Regions from separate parts of the Ovis aries genome. Here region 2 is linked to region 1. The links are chromatin contacts, called in public Hi-C maps. All regions are on one chromosome and are shown on one strand. Each heading gives the region's core, a stretch centred on a gene start, on an enhancer-like site or on the middle of the called end of the contact. The rest is flanking DNA. Distances are from core to core; before and after follow the strand shown. Region 1 holds the start of SNRNP70 (small nuclear ribonucleoprotein U1 subunit 70). Region 2 overlaps TRPM4 (transient receptor potential cation channel subfamily M member 4).

Region 1 (7,764 bases), core at 1,500-3,999:
AGAGAAAAAAAAAGTTCTTGTGGAACTTCCCTGGTGGTCCAGTGGTTAAGACTCCACTCTCCCACTGCAGGGGGCACAGGTTCCATTCCTGGTTGGGGAACTAAGATTCCTCCATGTAGCATGGCACAGTCAAAATAAATAAATAAATAAAAGTTCTCGTGCTCTGATTGGTAGGGGGGAGTTGGTTCTTTGGTACATGAGTCCACCTTCTCCCCAGATGCCTGGCCTCCTGAATAAAGCAACTTTCCCTTCCTACTAACACTCATCTCTGGAGTATTGACTTCCCAGTGGTGAGCAGCTGAACCTGAGTTCAATAACACTACCTTCTTAGTCCAACCCATCATCTCTTTCCTGGAAATTATAGCCTCCTGAGCATCTGCTTGTTCCCCTTCAGCCTCTTTCCTGCATTTTCTTCTGTCTATTGCCATTGATGTGATCTTTTAATAATGCAAATTATGCTTTGTCCATCTTCTGATCTAAGCCCTTTAGTAACTTCCTATTTATTTTCAAATAAAATCTGCCCTCTCCCCCATGTGATACTTTATTCTGGCAAAGATCAGCAATGGCTGCTACAACCAGGGGGTGAGAGATGAGATGGTTCGGGAAAAGTGGCAAAGTCTCACTGCTCAGATTAGCGAGGAGAAAATGTATTTCTAGAGGGAGATCTGTCAGTTGGCTCCTTGATCAGGTGGCCAAATTCAGCATCATAATAGTGGGACTATCTCCAGATGTGATGCAGTCGAAGTCTTAAGTATCACCAGGGAAAAGTTCTTACCAAAAATGCTCAACATCAGTTTATTCAAACTTCAGACTCAATTTCCATTTTACAGGCAAACAGGGTTAGTGCAAGACACTGTAAACCCCATGAGGAAATAATCAGAAATCCAGAATGTGGGACTTTCTACTGGAAACTGGTCTGAACTTAGGGGAAAAACCAACAACATAATTTGGGAAAAAGTGCCTGTGTCTGTATTCTATATTAAAAGAGAATAAAGAAAAAAAAAAGGATAAAGAGACAGGACAACCAAATACAATGCATGAAGCTTGATTGACTTCTGGTTGAGATTAAAACAAAATACTTGTGGGTCTATTGGGAAAGTCTGATTTCTGAATAAATCTGAAATAGAGACTGGATAAACTTTCTTAGAGGTGAAAATAGTTTTGTGGGACTGGATAAACTTTCTCAGAGGTGAAAGTAGTTTTGTGGTTATGTAGAAGAATGCTCTTAATCTTAAGAGATGCATGCTGAAACATTTAGAGGTGCAGTGCCTCAGAAATTTACTTTTCAATGATACAGGGAAAAAAATTATTAAAGCACGTTTAACTTTATTTTCATTAAATTTTTTATTTCGAAATAATTTCAGAATTTTGGGAAGGCTCCAAAAAAATAGTTCAGGGGGTTCTCATATACATACGTAGATAAACCAAATATGTCAAAGTACTTAAAACACGATAATAATCATTTAAATTTGTAATAATTCCTGCAATTATTATTAAATAGGCAATTGAATCTATCCAAAAAACTTAAAAAATACTTAACTTTTTACAGGTCTCTTGCTGCTGCTGCTGCTAAGTCGCTTCAGTCGTGTCCGACTCTGTGCGACCCCAGAGACGGCAGCCCATCAGGCTCCACCATCCCTGGGATTCTCCAGGCAAGAACACTGGAGCGGGTTGCCATTTCCTTCTCCAATGCATGAAAGTGAAAAGTGAAAGTGAAGTCGCTCAGTCGTGTCCGACTCCCAGCGACCCCATGGACTGCAGCCCACCATGATCCTCTGTGCATGAGATTTTCCAGGCAAGAGTACTGGAGTGTGGTGCCACTGCCTTCTCCAGAACCCTAAATAACATGACCATCAGTTCTCTACTCTCTCCACCAACAACCTGGGACTCCCGCCATCCTTCCTAATTCAGGGCCTTTGCACTTGCTGTTAACTCCGCCCCGATCTCCCTTTCCTTGGGCCTCTGTTTAAATGTCATTTTCAGAAGAGCCTTCCATTATCATCCTTTTCAAAAAAATTTTTTTTTCTTTTTGGTGCAACACACAGCATGCGGGATCTTAGTTCCCTGACCAGGGATTGAACCTGCGCTCCCTGCAGTGAAAATGCGGAATCTTTACCACTACACCACCGACGAAACCCTGTCGTCCTTTCTAAAACAGCTCCTCTTCCACAGCTGAACACCTTATTCTGCCCTTTTTTTTATTGGGACGGCCACTATCAGCAGTTAATTTTTTAATGCCTTTATTGTCTCCTCCGCACGATGCAAGCGCAAAAAAGGGAGACTTTGCTTTAGTCACATGCTACATCTTCAGAATCCAAACAGTGTCGAGTACATGGTGCGCTGGATGGAGAAGTTATTGATTTAATAGCTTAGGTAAGCACATCCTCCACGTAGGGACTCTTTGCTAGGTGGCGGAAGGGTATAATACTGGTAACTGATCATACACGCATGCGCCCAAGATCCGGGAAGTGTGTTAGGGAAAGGGGTGGAGCATCCAGAAGAGTCTCGCGGACAGAGGCGGTTGGAGTCCAGAACGCGAGGTGGAAAGGGACCGCTTGGGGCTCAGCGCGCGTGCGCACTGTGACTTCCAGCCTGCCGCGGCAAAGGCGTCTAAGACGCCGGAGGCGGGGGTAGTGGCTTCGCGCCTGCGCAGTGCCTGCGGCGGCACCAGGGTCCCTGTGACTGAGTTGTGATTGACTGGCGCAGCGCGTGCGCCTTGCGAACGGCGGAGGGATTTGAGGCTGTTCCCACCCCTTGCCCCTGTCGCGAGCCGAGGCCGCGCGGGCTCGTGAGCTGCGGCCTGGTGCGCGCGCTAGGCGGGCGACAGAGACTGAGGGACGTGGACGCCGCCGGAGTCGGAGCGAGAGCCGGAGTATCCGCTGCTGAGGGGCCGCCGGAGCCGCCGCGAGCCCCCGGACCGTCGCTAGGCCGAGGAGGGCGCCGCGCGGCGGGTGAGTGTGACTGAGTGGCCTTACCGGGTGCGGGGCCGCTACCCACAAGCCCTTGCGGTGGGCCCCGGTCCTTTCCCCGCGGCCGGGTCCCTTTCCCGCGCCACCGTCACAGCACCTTTTTGCATCCCTTATCCAGAGTTCTCTGGTCACTTAAGCTCTCTTTCCATAGCCCCTGTCCTCCTCAGCACTTACCCACAGGCCCTTGCGGTATGTTGCTTTTTTCTTGTCGCCTCCGCGGACCCTTACCCATAATTCATTTCGCTTGTGGGGGTCCAGATCTATTACCCACAACCCCCTGGCTTGAGAGGCTTGCTACTTTTGACCCCTTTCCTTAATCGAAGACTTCCTGCGACCCTCGCCCCGTAACCTGTTATCCACGGTATGGGACCACCAGCCGCCACTGCCCTGGACTCCCTTTCTCAGGATCCTTGATGTCCCCACAACCGCTCCCAGACCCTCAGCCCCGCGGTTCCTTGCCCAGGACTCTGAGACTTCACTACTCAGAAACCCTTTTTTAGTCTTTGTTTCCTTTACCGGTTTGGCCCGTCTTCACGCGACCCTCCCACCAAAACCCTCTTTCATTCAGATTTACTCCTTTTCCTTGTGACTTTGGAGCGCGCTGTACAGAACCTGTTTTGATACTGAGATTTTTGCTTCTATTTCCTTCTTTTCCTGGGAGTCAAGGGGTTATAGGGGCTTCACCTCCCCCAGCCCACCCTAATATAAGGCTTCTGCTCTCAGACTTGGCAAGATGACCCAGTTCCTGCCGCCCAACCTTCTGGCCCTCTTTGCTCCCCGTGACCCCATCCCATACCTCCCACCCTTGGAGAAACTGCCACATGAAAAACACCACAATCAACCTTACTGTGGCATCGCGCCCTACATCCGAGAGTTTGAGGTGAGTTCAGTGAGCAGACTTGGACCTGGGTTGGGTTCTGGGGCGTCGTGGGGCTGGACTGGGGAGTTCAGTGTCTGGCCAGTTTTCTGGGCTGGGGTGATTATTATTTCTTTATTTAGCTGTGCCCCGTTTAGTCATGGCATGGGAACTGTTAGTTATGGCATGTGGAATCTAGTTCCCTGACCAGTGATGGAAATGGAACCCAGGCCCCCTGCACTGGGAGTGAGCAGTCTTAGCTCCTGGACCACGAGGAAAGTCCCAGTTTTCTTGTCTTGATCAGGGTTCATTATGTATCCCTTGTTGAGTTTTTGTGACAGTTCAGTGGTTTGTGACAGTAACTACCAGTTGAGGATTCAGACTGTTGAGTTAAGTAGTCCTTGGCACATTTATCGGCTGTGTAACCTTGGACAAGCAGCAGATTCTTCTAGTCCTGTGGTCACTTTATTTATAGCAAGGGAATGTTTATATCTTTGTGATAATTGACAGAATTAATTGAAAATTTTGTTATGGGGCTTGGCACCAAGCAGTCAGGAATGGTCAATATTTCTTATTTTATTTACCATTTTTGTCATTAAAGGGTTAACACCAGGTGATGTGCTGTTAAGATGGTGGTCTTGAGGATTTCAGCTTTGTACCCTCAGGGCAAACATCAGTAAATGACTAAGGCTCATGGACCTCGGTTTTTTCATTTGTGAAATTGGGATAACAACAGTCCACCTCTTAAGGTGGTCAAAGAACATCTGAGTATGTTGGCACATGGCCAGAAGTCAGAAGAATAACCATCTGGCATGAGTGGGAAAGGGAAGGAGGAGGAACTTGTGGAGCAGAAGTTAATAGTGAGATGACAGAAGAGTGGTTCTTCATTGAGACTTGCCACCCTCAGTGAACCGGTGCTTGGAAAATGTTATTAGCCAATTCAGCTAATTTAATAACTCTAGGTGTGTGGCAGGCGAGGGTCCTGTGCCAGTTGTGTGATGGGAGCTTGCTGAGGCCTTTAAGAACTGCTCTGGCCCTCAGAGGGTGTCCAGTTGCTTACCCCGGGCTCTGCACTGCCAGCTGCTTTTGCTTCAGGCCTGGTCCCGATTCCTGTCTGTAATAGAGGACCAGTATTGTGATACTCACAATGTGATACGATAGAGGAGTGCAGATCGATGCTTTTGATAAATACAAGAGGATTGTTTTCTCTTTTCTAGTATTTTTAGAGAATACAGAGTTAAAGAAAATCACATTTCTAAGTTCAGTGAACATAAAACTACTCTGTTAGATTGCTGTAGACGTTTCTGCATATTTTGTCTCAGTTTCTCTACTTCTCTTGTCACAGACCAATAACTGTTCACAGATTGCATTCGTCTACGGACCACGCTTTGATCTGCACTGTTCCCCCACCTCCACTGGCCTGGGAACTGTCCATGTTTGTGTGGGCGTGTGTGTAAACGTGCAGGAGAGTGTGGCCAAGATGTTTGTTATTTCTTGATTGGCTGTTCCTGGCTGTTTTCCCCTTCCTCCCACCGCTGTCACTCTCCTTATTCCCAGGACCCTCGAGATGCCCCTCCTCCAACTCGAGCAGAAACCCGGGAGGAACGCATGGAGAGGAAGGTATGTAACGTTTGCCTTCTGCCTCACTTTTTTTTTTTTTTTTTTTTTGCATCTTACTTCAAGATGTTCCCTGATATCAGGGCCCTCCTATCTGTATTCAGTTGTCTACCTTTCTCCTGACAGAGACGGGAAAAGATTGAGCGGCGACAGCAGGAAGTCGAGACAGAGCTAAAAATGTGTAAGTCTCTCCTCTTTTCATCTCTTGTTCAAGTATGCTTGTGTTTCTCTTCCCCAGGTCTACCCCAGGACTCTTATTTCAGAATGTAGGTTGTTGTCAGTTCACTTTATTAGCCCCCACTATTTGCCAAAGCCTATATTTGGTTTAGGCTTTTAAGCAGGAGCTTATGGAATAAGGCAGACAGGAAGGGAGCCTGGTACTCTGGGCTGCCTCCTGCAGGTGTCTGCCCTTGGAGAGGTGGCCCCTGCCCAGCTGGGTCTCCCAGGCCAAGGCAGTGAGGTCCAGGCTCATGAGGCAGTTCTGGTTCCATCTCAGGTCCCTGGCCCTTGGGCTGGAAGTGCTTCATCCCTTCCAGGTACAGGAGGAGTCGGAGTTTGGGGGAGGGACATTGTAGTCATTAACCAGACTTCACAAAAGAGTCCCATATCAACCTCAGGAGGCCTTTTCTTATTAGAGCAAGGACTGTGTAGTCAAAAGATGGGTTTTCCTCCCATGCTTGTGAGGCTCCAGTGAATCACGTCACTCTGAATCACATTTCCTGGAGAAGTCCATTGCTGATGGAGCTCATCAGACAGACACCTGACAACCGAATACCTGGGTGTCTCAGCTCAGCGCTCTGAGCTCTGGCTTTCACTGCGTTCCTGTCGTCTTGGATGCCTCAGAGGCATCTTGCACTGTGTCTGGACCACAATCAGGATTTCCTCTCCTCACCAGCCTGGTCGTCTTTCGATGTTTGCTTCACTGGAACATGGTCATCCAGCTTTGCGAGTCATGGCCAATCGTTTCCACTCAGTTTGCTTTTAACACCTTTTCTTGCTGTCTCCCCCAATTGTCTCCAAGACCTACCCGTGCTACTCTCTGAATGCCACAGATCTGAGCATCCTCTCTGTGTCCACCAACCCCGAAGGCCCCTCCAGCCTGGACACGCAGTCTAATGAATTTACCTACATCTCTGTCCTCCGCAAGTCCTCTAGGGCTTTTTGAAATACAGCTCTTGATTATACCTTTCTCTGCTAACAGCTTTTTTTTTCCCCCCTTTGGGCTGTACCATGTTGCCCTCAGAATCTTTGCTCCCCAAACAGAGATTGAATTCGGGCCCTCTGCAGTGAAAGTGCAGTCCTAACCACTGGGTCGCCAGGAAACTCCTATACAGCTTCCTTTGGTTTTCAACCTAAAGACCGAAGTCCCTTCCCTGCCTGCTGAGGGTGCATTCTGCCCATGCTCCCTCTCCTCTTGCTCCAGCCTGCGCTGGCGTCTTTTTTGCCTCTTCTTTCCCAGATGGTCTCCTGTTGCTGGGGCTCTGCCCAGGCCGTTCCGCCAGTCTCACATGGTACCTTGGTGTGTATGCAACTGCCCTTTGTGTGTCTGGCAGCGTCACTCCTCAGGGAAGCCTTTCATGGCTTCCTTGCTCGCGTAGAGTCCCCTTGCACACCGAAAGCCCTGAGTCCTGCTGCAGCTTGGTCATGTCAGTCTGCGGGAGGAATTCGCTGATGAACATGTTACATTGGTTCACAGTGCAGGAAGCAGGGTTCTGGTGGAATTTGCTCACCATTGTGGCCCCAGCTCCTGTAGGACCTGGCACACAACAGCTGTTGACAGCAGTTGACTTGGGGACCCTCTCAGCTCTGTTGCTGGGGCACAGGCCTTGGAGTCTGACCCACGTGAGTTTAAAAAAAAAAAAAAGAATTCTGGCACGTGAAACGATACTGAGGATAGTTGAATTTAGGATATGGGAGACTGTATACGACAAACTTGTGATCCAGTTTCCTTAAATGAATGTGAAAGCTGGGGAAGCAGGTGGGAAGGGAGTGGACCAAAGGGGTTAAAGAGTCAAAGGGCACCTCAGCCAGATGGTCATTGTGGAGCTTGTTCGGGTCCTGATTTAAATAAGCCACCTGCAGAAAGCTTGTTTTGAAACAGTTGAGGACATTTGATTGAACACTGCGTTTTGGTGAAAATAAAGAACTGATGTTAAGTTTTCAAGGTGTGATACTAGTACCGTGGTTACTGGTTTCTAAAGCCTTTATTAGCTGCTGCAGTGGTGGTGTATACCTGGAGTTTGCCTTAGTATACTGCTTGGGATAGAGATGTGACCAGTGTTGCCACGTGGTAACCACTGAGATTGGTTCTGATGGGTTCAT
Region 2 (7,764 bases), core at 2,375-4,874, 93 kb after region 1:
TGGGGCAGGGCTCATGGGGGCACCCCGAAGGGAAGCTCTCAGGCAAATGCGTTTCGCTTTATGCCAACTGGCTGGTGGTGCTCCTCCTGGTTGTCTTCCTGCTGGTGGCCAACATCCTGCTGCTCAATCTGCTCATTGCGATGTTCAGGTGAGTCCCTACTGCCCTGGTGGCTCAGACGGTAAAGAGTCTGCCCGCAATGTGGGAGACCTGTGTTTGATCTCTGGGTTGGGAAGATTCCCAGGAGAAGAAAATGGCAATCCACTCCAGTATTCTTGCCTGGAAAATCCCATGGATGGAGAAACCTGGCAGGCTACAGTCCATGGGGTCCCAAACAGTTCAGTTCAGTTACTCAGTCGTGTCCGACTCTTTGTGACCCCATGAATTGCAGCATGAGAGGCCTCCCTGTCCATCACCAACTCCCGAAGTTCACTCAAACTTATGTCCATTGAGTCGGTGATGCCATCCAGCCATCTCATCCACTGTCGTCCCCTTCTCCTCCTGCCCCCAATCCCTCCCAGCATCAAAATCTTTTCCAGTGAGTCAACTCTTCGTATGAGGTGGCCAAAGTATTGGAGTTTTAGCTTTAGCATCAGTCCTTCCAAAGAACAGCCAGGATTGATCTCCTTTAGGATGGACTGGTTGGATCTCCTTGCAGTCCAAGCGACTTTCAAGAGTCTTCTCCAACACCACAGTTCAAAAGCATCAATTCCTTGGCACTCAGCTTTCTTTATAGTCTCTCACATCCATACATGACCACTGAAAAAACCATAGCCTTGACTAGACAGAACTTTGTTGGCAAAGTAATGTCTCTGCTTTTGAATATGCTGTCTAGGTTGGTCATAACTTTCCTTCCAAGGAGTAAGCATCTTTTAATTTCATTGCTGCAATCACCATCTGCAGTGATTTTGGAACCCCCCAAAAATAAAGTCTGACACAGTTTCCACTGTTTCCCCATCTATTTGCCATGAAGTGATGGAACCAGATGCCATGATCTTCGTTTTCTGAATGTTGAGCTTTAAGCCAACTTTTTCACTCTCCTCTTTCACTTTCATTAAGAGGCTTTTTCGTTCCTCTTCACTTTCTGCTATAAGGGTGGTGTCATCTGCATATCTGAGATTATTGATATTTCTCCCGGCAATCTTGATTCCAGCTTTTGCTTCTTCCAGCCCAGTGTTTCCCATGATGTACTCTGCATAGAAGTTAAATAAGGAGGATGACAATATACAGCCTTGACGTACTCCTTTTCCTATTTGGAACCAGACTGTTGTTCCATGTCCAGTTCTAACTCTTGCTTCCTGACCTACATAACAGTTGGAGACAACTGAGCAACTTCACTACTGCTCTCTGATGATCTGGCCTGACCCAGCATGACCCTTGACCCCAGAGTGACTCTTGATCCCAGCTTAACCCTTGACCCCAGCATGATTTTTGATCCAGTCTAAGTAATTCTAGTTTTAGTCTCTGAACTCTGATTAAAATCTACTGCTGGCTTGTTCCCAAATCCAGCCAGAGTGTGCTCTTGACCTGGACTTTGGAATCTGATCCGCTCTCTGAGTCTGGGCTGAAGATTAAAATTTTTAAAATTGTGGCTATATATATATATAACATAAAAATTGCCACCTTCTCCATTTTAAAGTGTACAATGCAGTGACATTAATTACATTTATAACATTATACAGCCACCACCACTGTCTATTTCCTGAACATTTTCATCACTCCAAACAGAGTGTGTAACCATTAAGCACAGGATAACGTCTCATTTTCCCCTCCCCCCAGTCCCTGGTAACCTCCACTTTACTTTCTGTCTCTATGACTCTGCCTCTTGGAGGTAAGTAGAGTCATACAGTATTTGTTCTTTTGTGTCTGGCATAAGGTTTTCATGTACCACTACTCCATTTTTTTTTATGGCTGAACAATACTGATGTACAGATAAAAGGCATTTAGTTGATCCATTCATCTAATGAGACTTGGGTTGTTCCATCTTTTGGCTGTTGGGGATAATGCTGCAATAACATTGGTGTTTACATATCTGCTTGAGTCTCTGTTTTTATTTCTTTTGGTTTTATTTCTAGAATAGAATGCTGGGTCATGTGTTAATTCTGTGTTTGGCTTTTCCACATCCTTTCTAATAGGTGCTTTCCTTATTAAGAGGTTATAGACATCCTAGTGGGCATGAACTTGTTATTTCATTTTAATTTTGATTTGCATTTTCCTAATGACTAGTATTCTTAACTGGAAAATCTGATGGACAGAGGAGCCTGGCAGGCGACAGTCCATAGGGTTGCAAAGAGTTGGACACGACTGAAGCAACTTAGCATGCACACATCCCACTTATAATCCTTTTAATATGTGGTTGAATTAGTTTTCTAGTATTTTGTTGAGGGTTTTTTCATATATATTCATAAAGGCTATTGGTCTATAATCGTGATATTTTTATCTGACTTTAATTTCCCTGGTGGCTCAGATGGTAAAGCACCTGCCTACAATGTGGGAGACCCAGGATCGATCCCTGGGTCGAGAAGATCCCCTGGAGAAGGAAATGGCAACCCACTCCAGTATCCTTGCCTGGAAAATCCCATGGACGGAGGAGCCTGGTAGGCTACACATAGGGTCGAAAAGAGCTGGACAAGACTGAAGCGACTTAGCACACACATAATGGTTTTTAGTAGGATTCTATAAGGTAGAAAGTAATGTCCCCATTTTCATTTTTTATTTTAGTTACTTGTGTCCAGGCTGACTTGTGAGCCTGACTCCAATCTCTACCTAATTCGTGTTAGCTTTCCCAACTTGATCTCTGACATCCGACTCTGGAGCCTCCTAACCCAGCTACCAAATGCCTCTGACTTTATTGATCCTGACATCTGCCTTCTGCTTGGGGTTTCAAACAGATATTGCCTAACAAGTAATCTTGATCCGCTTTTCCAAGGGGCGCCTCTGCCTCTAGTGACTCTTGATCTCTGGTCCCTACAGCCATACCTTCGGCAAAGTGCAGGGCAACAGCGACCTCTACTGGAAGGCGCAGCGCTACAGCCTCATCCGGGAATTTCACTCTCGGCCCGCACTGGCCCCGCCTCTCATTTTCATATCGCACGTGCGCTCCCTGATCCATCGACTTCGCAGGCGCCGGGCGCGCTTGCCACCGTCCCCAGACGCCGAGCATTTTCGTGAGAGCCCGGCTTGGCCCAAAAGAGAGAAACTCAGGGGGCGGAACCTGGAGAGAAAGAAGAGCATTTATATGCAGGAGGAGGACCCTTAGGAGCACTAGTGGGCAGGGCTTACTCTGGCAAGGGGCTGGGCGTGGGGTATTAGTGGAAGACCAAGAACGGTGAGGAAGTGCAGTCTGGGAGATCACTGAAGCTCGAGGTTTTGTGTGGGGAAGCTGGGTCTAGGAGCGGGCGTGGCCCGAGGATGGGCAGTCCCTTTGACTTTATTCTGGCCCCACTGTCCAGGGGTCCACCTCTCGAAGGAAGCGGAGCGGAGGCTGTTGACATGGGAGTCAGTGCAAAAGGAAAATTTCTTGCTGGCGCGTGCTCGGGACAAACGGGAAAGCAACTCCGAACGTCTGAAGCGCACGTCGCAGAAGTGAGGGCGGGGCCTGGCTCTGGGCGGGGCTTCTGTTCTCCGGGATCGATCTCTTGACTGACTTCCTGCAAAGGCCCAGGCTAGAGGCGGAGCCTACGGGGGCAGGGTCCCGGAATGCTAGGGAGGAAAGCGGCACTGCGGGGGGCGGGTCTTTCAAGGTAGGCGGGGCTGGTAGGCTGCTGGCACCCACCTAAAACCCTGGATCCCCAGGGTGGACACAGCACTGAAGCAGCTGAGACAGATCCGCGAGTACGAGCAGCGTCTGAAAGGGCTGGAACAGGAGGTGAGGGCTCCGGGCCAGGCTGGAGGAGGATGGCCAGGGTGAGGGGCAGCAGATTCCAATCAGGTGCCGCGATGTCTTCCGCTGCTCCCCAGGTCCAGCACTGTACCCGTGTCCTGGGCTGGGTAGCTGAGGCCCTGAGCCGTTCTACATTGCTGCCCCCAGGGGGACCACCCCCCCCAATCCCACCTGGGCCCAAAGGTCAGTGTTTACCATCTACTTGTGTGTATGTCTGGCGTCTGTCACCACCTACGTCTGTGTCCTTGCTTTCTGGGTCTCTTCCCATATCTCGGTGTTTCTCTCTTTCACTGGCCTTCCTTTGCCCCTGGTTCATTCTTGGTCTCCTTTGGGCTTTTTGTGCATCTGTTTTTTTGCCAGTCTCTCATTTTTTCTGCCCTCCTCTCTATGCCCATCGCTCTTTTCTCTCCTCTCTTCCCCCAGACTGAGCCCTGCTGGTGGACGTCAAGGAGTAGCGGCCAGAGGGAGTTTTGCTCCCAGAGTAAGACCTAGCAGGTCCTTGACTCCTGCACCTGACGACCTTGTCTTTGAGGTGAACCGGATGCCCGTGGACTACCACCTTGGATTCTGTCAGGGTCACTCAGGGAGTGTCATCCATGCAGACCACGGCAGGCCTGGCTCCTCCCAGAACCAGCCCTACTCTAGGAGGATAAGCCTCTGGAGCCCAGGCGTTCCCTCTCTGAGGGCTGTATCTCAGCCCACTGGACTGGAGAAGGCTACCAGGTCCTTGTGGTACAGGGACCAGAGTCCACTCAGCTCCCCACACTGGGGAAATAAAGCCATTTGAGAGGAGTAGGGTCTGAATGCTGGATTCTTTGGGGAATTGGTGGGTGGCTAGATCCTTTTGGGATGGCAGCTGAAGCTGGGGGTGTGTTTGGGGTCCTTGGTCCATTTGCTACTACTGCATTTCAGGTCTCACCGGGGCTGTTGCTTCCTCTCAGCCCCACTACTCCTGTCTGACTCAGGCCCAGCACCTCTTGTCTGCACTGCTTGATGACTCTCACTTCAGTGGGACAAGAACCCCATCCATCTGTACCCCCCAACACCCATTCCTGCCTACCAGTGCAAAAAGAACTTGGAGATAAAAAGCAAATTATTTCCTGGAGGAGGGGTGGGTGGGCACTGTGTACATCTGCTTTGGCAATAGGGGAACAGATGATGCAAATTTGAGTAGATAACTGCATATGTGTCTTTAAAAAGTCTAATTAGTGGAAAATTGCAGGCCACACACGCCCGGAATTGAGGCAAATATGCATCATTATACATGCCATTTAACTAAACAACCCGTAACAAACTAAACTGGTAATGACAAGGCTGAACTGACAGCAATTATTAGTAAAATAGCAAGAAAGCCACCAACAACACACATCCAAAAATGAAAACCAAAACATCCTTTTTCCAAATTGGAGGAATTCCAACTGTCTGCCACTTTGGGTGCAGAGTAGCTTTGAAATGTTGCCAAGTGTTTTGTGGCAGCCAGCTATCTCTGGAAGATAACCAAGTCAATTCTCAGTAACCCAAGTAGTAATATCATCAGTAATGACGATGGTGGCAACAGCAGCAGCTAATGAGAGTGCTATGTGCCTGGCATTGTGTTTAAGTGCTTCACGGGCGATAAATCAAGGAATTCTCATGAAAACCATATAAGGTAAGTGCTGACGTCTCCATTTTGCAGATTGGAAAACTGAGGCACAATCAAAATTAAGTGACCACAAAGTCACAGAGCTAGAAAATGGTCCCCTAGAGAAGGGAATGGCAACCCACTCCAGTATTATTGCCTGGAGAAGGTGGGTTACAGTCCATAGGGTTGTAAAGAGCACTTGCTGTGATATGCTTATGTGCTCGGTCGTGTCGGACTCTTTGCGACCCAGCTCTCCTGCATTGCTGGGGGAGTCTTTACTGTCTGAGCAACCAGGGAAGCCCAAGAATACTGAAAACACTGAAGTGGGTAGCCTGTCCCTTCTCCAGGAATAGAACCAGGGTCTCTTGCATTGCAGGCCAGTTCTTTACCAGCTGAGCTACCTGGGAAGCTCCTTGCAGGGCCCCAGGATGACAGAACTGAGTATCTAGAAAGGCCGATTTGAAGCAACTCAGCACACAGCACAAAGGGGACGCTAGAGGGAGAAGTGAAAGGCAAAGGAGAAAAGGAAAGATACACCCATTTCAATGCAGAGTTCCAAAGAATAGCAAGGAGAGATAAGAAAGCCTTCCTCAGTGAATAATGCAAAGAAATAGAGGAAAACAATAGAATGGGAAAGGCTAGGGATCTCTTCAAGAAAATTGGAGGTACCAGGGGAACATTTCATGCAAAGATGGGCACAAGAAAGGACAGAAATGGTATGGACCTAACAGAAGCAGAAGAGATTAAGAAGAGGGGGCAAGAATACACAGAACTGTACAAAAAAGATCTTAATGACCCAGATAACCATGATGGTATGATCACTGGACTAGAGCCAGACATCTTGGGGTGCAAAGTCAAGTGGGCCTTAGGAAGCATCACTGCGAACAAAGCTAGTGGAGGTGATAGAATTTCAGCTTTTTCAAATCCTAAAAGATGATGCTATGAAACTGCTGCACTCAATATGTCAGCAAATCTGGAAAACTCACCAGTGGGCACAAGACTGGAAAGATCAATTTTCATTTCAATCCCAAAAAAGGCAATGCCAATGAATGTTCAAACTACCGCACAATTTCACTCATCTCACACGCTAGCAAAGTAATGCTCAAAATTCTCTAAGCCAGGCTTCAGCAATATGTGAACTGTGAACTTCCAGATGTTCAAGCTGGAATTAGACAAGGCAGAGGAACCAGAAATCAAATTGCCAACATCCACTGGATCATCGAAAAAGCAAGAGAGATCCAGAAAAACATCTACTTTTGCTTTATGGACTAAGCCAAAACCTTTGACTGTGTGGACCACAACAAACTGTGGACAATTCTGAAAGAGATGGGAATACCAGACCAGCTGACCTGCCTCCTGAGAAACCTGTATGCAGGTCAAGAAGCAACAGTTAGAACCGGACATGGAACAACAGACTGGTTCCAAATGGGGAAAGAAGTACGTCAAGGCTGTATATTGTCACTCTGCTTATTTAACTTATATGCAGAGTACATTGTGAGAAATGCTGGGCTGGATGAAGCACAAGCTGGAATCAAGACTGCTGGGAGAAATATCAATAATCTCAGATATGCAAATGACACCACCCTTATGGCAGAAAGAGAAAAACTAAAGAGCCCCTTGATGAAAGTGAAAGAGGAGCGTGAAAATGCTGGCTTAAAACTCAACATTCAGAAAAATAAGATCATGGCATCCAGTCCCATCACTTCACACAGCAAACGGATGGGGAAACAATGGAAACAATGAGACTTTATTTTGGGGGGCTCCAAAATCACTGCAGCTGGTGACTACAGCCAGGACATGAAAAAACGCTTGCTCCTTGGAAGAAAAGCCATGACCAGTCTAGACAGCATAATAAAAAGCAGAGACATTAGTTTGCCTACAAGGGTCTGTATAGTCCAACCTATGGTTTTTCCAGTAGTCATGTATGGATATGAGAGTTGGACCGTAAAGAAGACTGAACGCCGAAGAACTGATGCTTTTGAACTGTGGTGTTGGAGAAGACTCTTGAGAGTGCCTTGGACTGCAAGATCAAACCAGTCAAACCTAAAATAAATCAGTCCTGAATATTCATTAGAAGGACTGATGCTGAAGCATCAGCAGTCCAACTCTTTGGACATCTGATGCGAAGAGCTGACTCTTTAGAAAAGACCCTCATGCTGGGAAAGAATGAAGGCAAGAGGAGAAGAGGACGACAGGGAACCAGACGGTTGGATAGCATCACTGACCCAATGGACATGAGTTTGAGCAGGCTCTGGGGGATGG

The links. Hi-C and Micro-C count contacts between places; a contact is called where the count stands out from the background.
Region 2: a Hi-C map of mixed tissues shows a contact between it and region 1, with 3 times the contacts expected there. The contact joins the enhancer-like site here to the promoter of SNRNP70 in region 1. A contact is called at or near these places in 7 of 16 Hi-C or Micro-C datasets (blood, hypothalamus, liver and 3 more).

Annotation. Positions count from the first base shown.
Region 1 is chr14:55,342,256-55,350,019 of ARS-UI_Ramb_v3.0, forward strand. It overlaps SNRNP70 (small nuclear ribonucleoprotein U1 subunit 70), which reads left to right and starts at 2,750. Exons shown (of 10, transcript XM_027978598.2): 1 at 2,750-2,951; 2 at 3,693-3,849; 3 at 5,383-5,445; 4 at 5,569-5,623. The coding sequence starts at 3,703.
Region 2 is chr14:55,434,482-55,442,245 of ARS-UI_Ramb_v3.0, forward strand. It overlaps TRPM4 (transient receptor potential cation channel subfamily M member 4), which reads left to right. Exons shown (of 25, transcript XM_004015802.5): 20 at 1-148; 21 at 2,972-3,165; 22 at 3,451-3,583; 23 at 3,794-3,866; 24 at 3,959-4,064; 25 at 4,305-4,673. The coding sequence ends at 4,309. Among named protein-coding and RNA genes, the nearest start is that of TRNAG-GCC, 29 kb to the right of the region's middle. Within about 2 kb of position 3,625, at least 4 of the 54 cell types and tissues checked have an H3K27ac peak or open chromatin away from gene starts, as enhancers often do. A contact at or near this core is called in liver, where this site is marked.